Linked DNA regions of Pan troglodytes: region 1 is linked to region 2. The links are chromatin contacts, called in public HiChIP or PLAC-seq maps. All regions are on one chromosome and are shown on one strand. Each heading gives the region's core, a stretch centred on a gene start, on an enhancer-like site or on the middle of the called end of the contact. The rest is flanking DNA. Distances are from core to core; before and after follow the strand shown.

What was found. HiChIP or PLAC-seq counts read pairs in DNA pulled down with a chosen protein or histone mark.
Region 1: an H3K4me3 HiChIP or PLAC-seq map of stem cell-derived excitatory neurons shows a contact between it and region 2, with 18 times the contacts expected there. The contact joins the promoter of MAN1C1 here to the promoter of SELENON in region 2. A contact is called at or near these places in 4 of 7 Hi-C or Micro-C datasets (blood, induced pluripotent stem cells and stem cell-derived neural progenitor cells), 1 of 1 datasets of contacts at active chromatin or transcription factors (stem cell-derived excitatory neurons) and 1 of 1 other capture datasets (stem cell-derived neural stem cells).

What each region holds. Positions count from the first base shown.
Region 1 is chr1:205,353,462-205,357,796 of NHGRI_mPanTro3-v2.0_pri, forward strand. It overlaps MAN1C1 (mannosidase alpha class 1C member 1), which reads right to left and starts at 2,947. Exons shown (of 12, transcript XM_016956569.4): 1 at 2,125-2,947. The coding sequence starts at 2,664.
Region 2 is chr1:205,172,015-205,176,662 of NHGRI_mPanTro3-v2.0_pri, forward strand. It overlaps SELENON (selenoprotein N), which reads right to left and starts at 2,619. Exons shown (of 13, transcript XM_024357070.3): 1 at 2,420-2,619; 2 at 1,672-1,789; 3 at 716-817. The coding sequence starts at 2,602.

The DNA of each region.
Region 1 (4,335 bases), core at 1,697-4,196, 180 kb after region 2:
AACCAAAACCCACTCTACATCTTTCAGGTTGTCATGAGAGCGTGGTCAGTGGCAGGAAGCCTGAAGAGACAATAGGTTTCAAAACAACAGAAACCAGCCCTCTCTTCTTCAAGATTAGTAAGAGAGGGCTAGCTGAACACCAACTCCAAGTATATGCAGCATGCCTCCAGCTAGTACCAGGGGTGCAAGGAGATGCCAGCTAGAAAGATCCAGACATCTGGTCACCAACTTAGACCTTCTCCCATCATGTTATTTTATACCCACCTGCAAAGCACAGAATCCTCATCCCTCTTCCCACCCTCCAGCCGCTCCAGCAAGCATCATCCCAGACTCTGCTGGCAAAATAAATTGTCTTACACAGAGAGGGAGAATCAAGTTCCCTACTAGCCAGCCCTCCCTTCCTGCCATGACTCCCCAGCCCCTGGCATTCGGAAATGGACCACCATCTAAGTGCAAACACAGAGAGCATCTTTTCTGAGGAAGATGATAGTTAATTCTTAATCCTTTGGGGGATGAGTTTGAAAATCTGATGGCACCTCTGGATGCCCCATGAAAAACTGCATGCATGCAATTTATATGTAATTTCACTGGGGGTCACTGCCCTACTAGGAGGTCGAGAGGGGCAAAAAGAGCCACTGTGCTCAGAAGCAGCTTTGAGAAAGAGCTATGGGTGGTCCAGGTGAGTATTCAACAGCGTAGTTCCTTAACAAGAAAGGGAGAAATGAATGCCCCTTACTTAGCTACTGTAAGTTCCAGCTGTCAATCAACCTGAGATTTCAACAGGAATCTGGAAATGAGAGCACACAAACATGCACACACACACACACACCAAGCACTCAGCTTCCTTGTGGCTTCCTATTGTAACTTCACAAAATGTCCTGTGATTGCTAGTTAAGCCTCCAAACAGAGTAACAGCAGAGATAAGAAGTGGAAGAGAGGTGGGCGCTGGAAGGGAGGATGGTTCAGACAAGGAGAAGGGGATAATCTGGCTAAGCCCTCCATCGGCTCTGAGCAGGTCTTGACAGGGCAGGTCCTGATCCTTGCTGCCTGCTCTTCCTGGAAATCAGGGTCGAACTGCTGACTTCTTCGCAGCAAATCAAGAAGTCCAGGCAGAAGCAGCCCTTTCTTTCCTTTGAGTCCATGGGGAGGGGAGAGCATCCTCTCGTTTCTAGGGAGGAGACCCTGGCCCACAGCTTGCCCACGGCCCCCTCGTGGCCTGGGGGTGTCACTGCAGCCCCCTCTGCATTGCTGGGCACCATCCGCACGCAGGCAGTTCTAACAGTGGTCCAGCAGAATATTTAGTGGCAGTGGCAAGCTGGCAACTGTCTTCAAGCCTTGTGAGGCTGTGTTTGCTTTTGATTTCTTAAACTAAGACTCAGACTTAAAGTGATCCTTCTAAATCCCTCCTGGTACAATCCCTACAGGGAACCAGCTCAAGATCTGCTTCATTATGCCAATAACCTCGGAGCTTCTGTAATATGACCACTGCTTTATCATCTCTTCCTGCATCATATGCAATTATGTACAATTGTGTACAATTGTTCCAAAGCTCAATAAGCTCAATAGAAACAGAATGCACAACATCCTCTGGTTTGTAGGTTGCTTACTAGATTACAAAATATTCGCAGGACACCAAATACCCCCTTAAATCCTGGGTTTTCAGGTAAGCAGGTCCTACAGGGGTTTTGGACTTAAGGTCACACAGTGAAAAAGAATGGGACCAGTGGCTCTGTGTCCACAAATGCAAAAAGAGGGTGCACTAAGGAACCTGAACTCCACTCTCATTAGCAACTCCACAAAGGGAAGGAGTGGAGCTCACTGGGCCTGGGGGTTGGATAGGACAGACCAGAGTCTGGGAGTGAGGGGGCAGTTGGTCTAGGGGTTCAGCTGCCATCTGTCACGGTGGGGACGATTAACTGACCCGAGTGGTGGGAAACTGTGTAGGGAGGAAAGAAGGTGGGACATTTGGGAGGAAAGGGGAAGGTGCAAAGTGCAGTCTGCAGGGCCAGAAGTAGACCTGGGACCAGGAGTGACTGAGGCAAGGGAAAGGGGTGGGAGCGCCAGAGGGTCTTCTCTCCTTAGTGGGGGCAGTTGGTGGGAGGAATTGGGGGGCTGAGTCCATACCTCCTTGATTTTCTCCCGCTGGGCTCGCACTTGGCTCTGGGGCTCCTGACTCTCATCGGCCCTCGTTCCCAGGACCGGGTGGCGGAGGCGGCTCCGGAATGCGTTGAAGTCAAAGCGGAAAGGGACGCCCTCGTCCCCGGGCCTGGAGGCCGGGATGCTATTGCCCCGGGCCGCCGTGGCCTCCACGCGGGGTCCAGTGGGGCGGGTGCGCCGCAGCCCCCCTTTCCTGCGGCGGGGACTGGCCCAGCTGCTGGGGTCATCCTCGCCCGGGGCCGGCGCGGCGGGGGCCGGGTTGGGAGGCGGCTCCTGCTCGCGGGCCGGGGCATGGCCGGCGATTTCAGCCACCACTTCCAGGCCAGGCTGCTGGGTCCGGGGGGCCAGGAAGAGGCGCTTGAGGCGAGAGGAGTGGGGCAGCAGGAAGAGGGCCCCGAAGCACAGGGTGACCAGGCCCGAGAGGAAGAGGAGGAAGAGGAACTTCTGCGGCAGCCGCAGCCCCCACGGGGAGGCCGGGACGAAGCCGGGCACTTTCCTCATGAGCATCGTGGCCCGGCCGGGGGCTCCAGAAGCCCTCGGAGTCCAGGCACGTGTCTGCGGGGGCGCGGTGAGGGGAGGGCGTCCGGAGCGCCGACCGGGATGGGGGTCCCTAGGCAGGGTTGCCAACCCTGAGAGTTTCGCCGCTTCGGGGGACTGTCCCCGAAGTTCAGGGAGTTTGGAGCGAGTCCTCCCGCGAGGAGGCGGGGGCGCAGCGGCCTCGGCGGGGCCCGGGCGAGCGGAGCGGCACGGCTTGGGGCCCGGGCCCGCAGCGACCGGCCGCGCGCCGCAGCCTCCCCTCCGGCCGAGCCCTCCCCGCCGCGCCGGGGCCCGCGCCTTCCCGCGCTGCGGCCGCCGGGGCCGTCACATGCCGTCCGCGGCGTCCCGGCTGTCCGCGCCGAGGGGCGCCCGCAGGCCCGCACCAAGCCGCCCTCCGCCCCCTAGGCTCCCGCCCGCGCTGGTGGGCGCCCAAAGTTTCAGCTTCAGAAGCAGTTTCCGGAGGGGACCGAGGCGATGGGGGGCTGGCGTGTCAGCGCCGCCCCGAGCGCGCGCACACCCGGCCCGGTCGCGACAGCGCCCGGGCTCGACTATCGGGACACGTCCACAACTTTCTCCGCCGCGAACAGGGCGCCGGGAGCTGGGAGCCGGGAGTGGCCAGGGAGCAGGAGCTGGCACTTCCGAGCCTGCGGGGGCAGGGGGCTTCCCCCGGGCCCCAGACAGCGCAGGGATGCCTGGGTCCGGAGCCGCGGCTGGGCGGCTGCAGATGCGCCCGGGAGCGCGGGCTCCCGCCCCTCGAACTCGGCAGGGCGCGGGGCTCCCGCTGGGATCACCTGTTCCCGGCCCCGCCGGCTCCGCGGAGCGCGCAGCCCTGGCTGCGCCTCCCCCGCTGCAGCTGTCTTCCTCGCAGCGGCCGCTCCAGACCGGCCGCTGCCGCCGAGCCTGCGCCCCACACGCGCGCACAGCCACCCGGCCGCCTCCACCGCCGTCCCCGCCGCCGCCGCTCGGGCTTTCACTGCGACAGCGCCCGCCGCCCCGCCTCCTGCCGCCCGCCGGCCACGCCCGCCGGCCACGCCCACGCGCGCGCCCCGCGCCCCCTCCCGCCGCCGCCGCGCCGCGCCGCAGCCGGGCTGAGGGCCGCGCGTCCGGGGGCGGGGCAGAGGCCGAGCGCGGGCGGGAGCGCAGCCCGCTCCAAGCCCCGCCCTCCCCGAAGGGCAGGCGTCGCGCGCACCCCCCATCCAGCGGGCGCCAATGGTCCAGCGGCGCGGGGCAGGCGAGGGCGGGGGCGGAGAGCGCAACGAGGGCATTGGCTGCATCCGAGGGATCCCCGTTGGGCCACAGTCGTCCATTGGTTACTGCCCAGCCTTCGCTGGACCCCAAGCGACAGAGACCACCCCCCAGCCCGCCCGCGAGGCTCGGGTTGGTGGCCCCCGGAAGCGGTGTTGCTCTGGAGGTGTGTGCCCGTCGCTGGGTGACCTCTCTCGCCCCTGAGTGCCAGCCCGGGGTTGTCAGGGAGCTGGCAGCCCGCGCCCTGGCGGCTGCCCCGGGCTTCTCAGCGCTAACGCCGGGCTGCAGGGGTGCTGCTCGTGGCTGGAGCCAAGCCAGAGAGCTGTGACCGCGGCCGGGTCGGCGGAGGTGGTGTTTCCACTGGCCCCCTCGCAGACCCCTGGCGTGCCTTCCTTT
Region 2 (4,648 bases), core at 1,369-3,868:
AAACGTCACAAGAAGTTGGAAGAAAATGGGCACAGAGGTTAGGGTGGTGGTGGGGCAGCGAGAGAAGCATTTTATAATTCATTAGAATGTTTCAGCCCCTCATCTTTAACCAAATAAATAAATAAATAATCACTGACTGCACTAGGCAAAAATGATAGCAAGAATGGAATAGGAGGCCGGGCACAGTGGCTCACGCCTGTAATCCCAGCACTTTGGGAGGCTGAGGCAGGCAGATCTCTCGAGGTCAGGAGTTCGAGACCAGCCTGGCTAACAAGGCAAAACCCTGTCTCTACTAAAAATACAAAATCAGCCCGGCATGGTGGTAGGTGCCTGTAATCCCAGCTCCTGGGAAGGCTGAGGCAGGGGAATTGCTTGAACCAGGGAGGCAGAAGCTGCAGTGAGCTGAGATTGCGTCACTGCACTCCAGTCTAGGTGACAGAGCAAGACTCCATCTCAACAACAACAACAACAACAAAGAATGGAATAGGAATCTGAAAGCACCTAAGCAAAGTTTCAGATTTAGTAATGATAGTTATAGCTCCTGGCTGGGTGCGGTGGTTCACACCTGTAATTCCAGCACTTTGGGAGGCCAAGGTAAGAGGATCGTTTGAGCCCAGGAGTTTGAGACCAGCCTAGGCAACGTAGTGAGACTGCATCTCTACAAAAATAGAAAAATCAGCTGGGCGTGGTAGCACATGCCTGTGGTCCCACTTACTCAGGAGGCTGAGGCAGGAGGATCAATTGAGCCAGGGAAGTTGAGGCTGCAGTGGGCTGTGACTGCACCACTGCACTCCAGTCTGGGTGACAGAACAAGACCCTGTCTCAAAAAAAAAAAAAAGTTATAGCTGCTGTCTATTGGAAATCTACTGCATATTCGTCACTGTGCATTTCTTTTCTCTACTGAAACCTGTGAGCTGGTGCAGGACCCTGAAGCCAGATGGCCCCAGTTCTAGCCCTGGCTCCGCACCTTTCTAGCTTAGGAAACTGGGGAGCCTGCCTGTGCCTTAGTCTCTCAAACTATTAAACATGGGGATCATGACAGTGTCCATCTCCCAGGGCTACTGTGAGGTTTAAAGAGAGAACCCACATGAAGTACTTAAATACCTGGCACGGAGGAGGTGGCCAAGGAATGGTTTTTTTGTTTTTTTAGTTTTGCTTTGTTTGTTTGTTTTGAGACAGGGTCTCACTGTGTCGCCCAGGCTGGAGTGCAATGGTGTGATGTCAACTCACTGCAACCTCTGCCTCATGGCCTCTAGTGATCCTCCCACCTCAGCCTCCCAAGTAGCTGGGACTACAGGTGTGCACCACCACACCCGGCTAATTTTTGTATTTTTGTAGGGATGGGGTTTTGCCATGTTGACCAGGCTGGTCTTGAACTCCTGGGCTCAAGCGATCCTTCCATCTCCCAAAGTGTTGGGATTACAGACGTGAGCTACCTCGCAGACCAAAGAATGTTAGCTGGTATTATTGCTCACAAGTCTGAGAAAAACAGGCTCAGGGGTTGCTGGAGCAGCTCGCCCAAGCCACCAGCTACAAAGTGTCAGAGCTGGGAGGAGTCCAGGGCCTCTGAGATCCCACGAGCTTCCCTCCACTCCAGACGGCCGCTCCTGCTCAGTGAAGACACCGTTGGCCAAGGCGCCCTCCTCCCCAGCCGCCAGCCTCTCCTGGTACCTGTTAGCTTCTCAGCAATGGGTTTGAACTCCTCAGGGCTGATGTACATATCCCCGTCAGTGTCCAAGGAGGAAAAGAGAAAAAGGCCATCTGTCCCCAGGGTCTTCAGCGCCAGTTCCTGCTTGGGAGGAGAGACTGGGCTGGGCACCATTTGGCGGCCTGGTCTCCTGGTCCCCAACAGGCAGTTGCTTCCGCATGGAGCCCCTTCTCCCACCATCTTCCTGAGTTCTCCCAGTGCCTCCCGGTCCATCTGTGCAAATGTTGCCTCTGAACTGCCCCAGAGCCTCCAGTCCCTCCTAGTCCCTGCTCATCCACTGTCTGGTCCGACTGCCCCCTCCCAGTTTGTCCCCACTCCGCCTTCCGCCTGGCCCTGGCTGCTTGGCCCTGTTCCTCCTGCACCTTCTGTCCTCTCCTGTGTCCCCTCCTCACTGTCCCAGGGCTCCCCAGTGCCCCTTTAAGACTCTGCGGGAACCAGCTTCACTGTGTCCAGGTCACTCCTCTGGATAGAGACCCCCTCCAGTCTGTCCCAGCCCCACACTGGCCTCCGTTCGCCTTCCCCCCATCAGCCCGGCCCCAGGCACCCCCCACCCGCCTCCCGTGTCCCCTCCTTCCCGTGCTCCCTCCCGTCCAGTCCCCCTCCGCCCTCCGCCTCCCCCGACTCGTCCCTGCCCATGTCCCCCCTGCTGCCGAGGCTGGGTCCTTCAGTCCCCGCTCCCGCGCTCCCGCCCCAGCCAGCTCGGGCCCGGACCTGCCGCGCGGCCGCCTGGGCCTCGGCGTGGCGGGCGCAGACCCGGACGGCGGCGGCAGCGGCGGCGGCCAGCAGGGCTCCGAGCAGCGCCAGGGAGCGGGCGCGGCGGCGCGGTGGCGCGGGAGGCTGCGCGGCGGGGCCGGGGCTGGGCGGCCCGCGTTGGCCCGGCCGGGCCCGGCCCATGGCTGCAGCTGGCGGCGGCTGCCGGCGGCCCCGGACGCGAAGGGGCGGGGCGGGGCCGGGGGCGGGGCGGCCGGGGCGGGGAGGGGCGGGGCGGCCGGGGCGGGGAGGGGCGGGGCGGCCGGGGCGGGGAGGGGCGGGGCGGCCGCAGGGGCCGGGCGGGGGGTCGCTGGTTCCCGGCTTCGCAGCCCGGCCAGAGCCCGGGGCGGGGTCAGCTACACCGGAAGGCCAAGAGGGGCTGATCGCGTCTATGCGGTCGGGTCCGTAGTCCCGGCCACCCCAGCCTCCCCAGGCCGCTTCCTGCCTCTCCGCGCCCCTTCCCGTGCTTCCGTTCCCAAAGCTAAGCCAGGCCTCTGCGGCCCACTTGCCTGGCCCAGCCCAGAGAGCGATTCCAGACTGGGGACTGGGACAAAGAAGGGGCTGGGGCCAGAGGCTGGGGAGAAGCCACACACCCTGTGCTTTCCTGGAGAAGGGGCGTCGGGGGCCACTGAGGCCTCGTGTCCCTCCTCTGCTGGCAGCCGTGCACGAGGCCAGAGACTGCTGAGGGGCATCCGTCCATCCTTATCCCACCAGTTTTCTAAAAGTTCCTCTGTCATCTAGAGCAAGACCAATTAAAAAGAAAGCCCAGCCCCTGTTCCCCTCATGTGCAGTTGGGGGGCCACCTCCGCAGATGCATGGGTTATGGGGATTGGCCTTGTTCCAGGCACAGCAGGTGCAGCTCTGAACCTGCACTTCCCTGGGCCCAAATTTCCTCATCTCCACCAAGGAGTTAAAAGAGCCCCCCAACCCCCACCCTCCGGGCTCTGGTCTGGTGAGGGGAAGGCGAGGCTCCAGCCCCTCAGCAGCTGGAGCTACCAGAGGCCCTGGCTTTTCTGGAGAACAGCACGCGGCATGCTTGGAGGAGGGCCTTGGAAATAGGGGTGGGTGGTGTTGAGGACATATTTTCATGCCTGTCAATCCCCAGGACCCTTGGTTCCTTGGGGCTCTCTTCCATTCTTTCAAAGCCCCCAGTTACCATGGGGTGGCTCTAGATGTCTCTACCTGCATTTTCTCAGGCGAGGGTGGCAGCTGCAGAAGCCTCTAGACAAGAACTCTGAGCCCAGAGGCGAGCAGTGCCTGCCTTTGCAGAGCCCCACCAACCCCCCCAGCGCAGGGGCACCTGTCAGGCCTGAGGGATCCAAAGGATGCTGAGCTCTGCCCATGTGCTGGACTTCAGGTGGGGTGATTTACACATTCTCTCACTCTGTTCTCAAGCCACCTTGTGAGGTAGAGACTGCTTCCCTGGTTTTCAAATGAAGAAGCCTGACCTCTGGCACCCAGGTCTATGGGTCCAAATCTCCTGCCATCCTGCCTCCCAGGCTTCCCACGGGATGACCCGGTCGACTGAGTTGGGGGTGGGGTCCTGCCTCCACTGCCCATCCTGTTCTTCTTTGGTGGCCAGCCATGGCAGCGCCAGGTGAGGCCTTCCCAGAGCCCACACAGGGCGTGGCACATCGTGGGCACTCCTCAGTGTCTGTCGGATGAATGACTCCCAGGGACCTTCCAGAGTTGTGGGCCCAACCCAACCCTTGCCCTGTGCTCTGGCCCCAGTGTCCTTAGAGGGACCCACTGAGGGCCTGACATCTGGCATTGGCTTCTGAAGGCTTCCAACTGTGCCACTTTCAACTCATTATTGCTACTGTTTGGGGACACCCTGTGTACGATACATGCTACTAGAAAACCAAATTCCATTCTATTGGAAGCAAAACTAGTAGAGCACAAAGCAGGTTAGGAGGGGAAGATTGATGAGCTAAGGCTTCTGGAAAATAAACAAAGGAAGTTTTCTTTCCCAGATAACTTTTATTTATTACACTTGCTTTTTCTTAAAGATACAGTTACCCCACTGGTCTCTGCTGCCCAGTGCTGAAGAAATGGGTTTCTGGGGCTTGCGGGACTTGGGGGATGATTCTAGAAGCTCAGGAAGGCGCACAGTGGGGGTGAGTTAATGACAATCAGGTCAGATCAGTGTGCCTCTGTGAAAAGGATCAATCTTGGGCCCAGCTCTGGGAG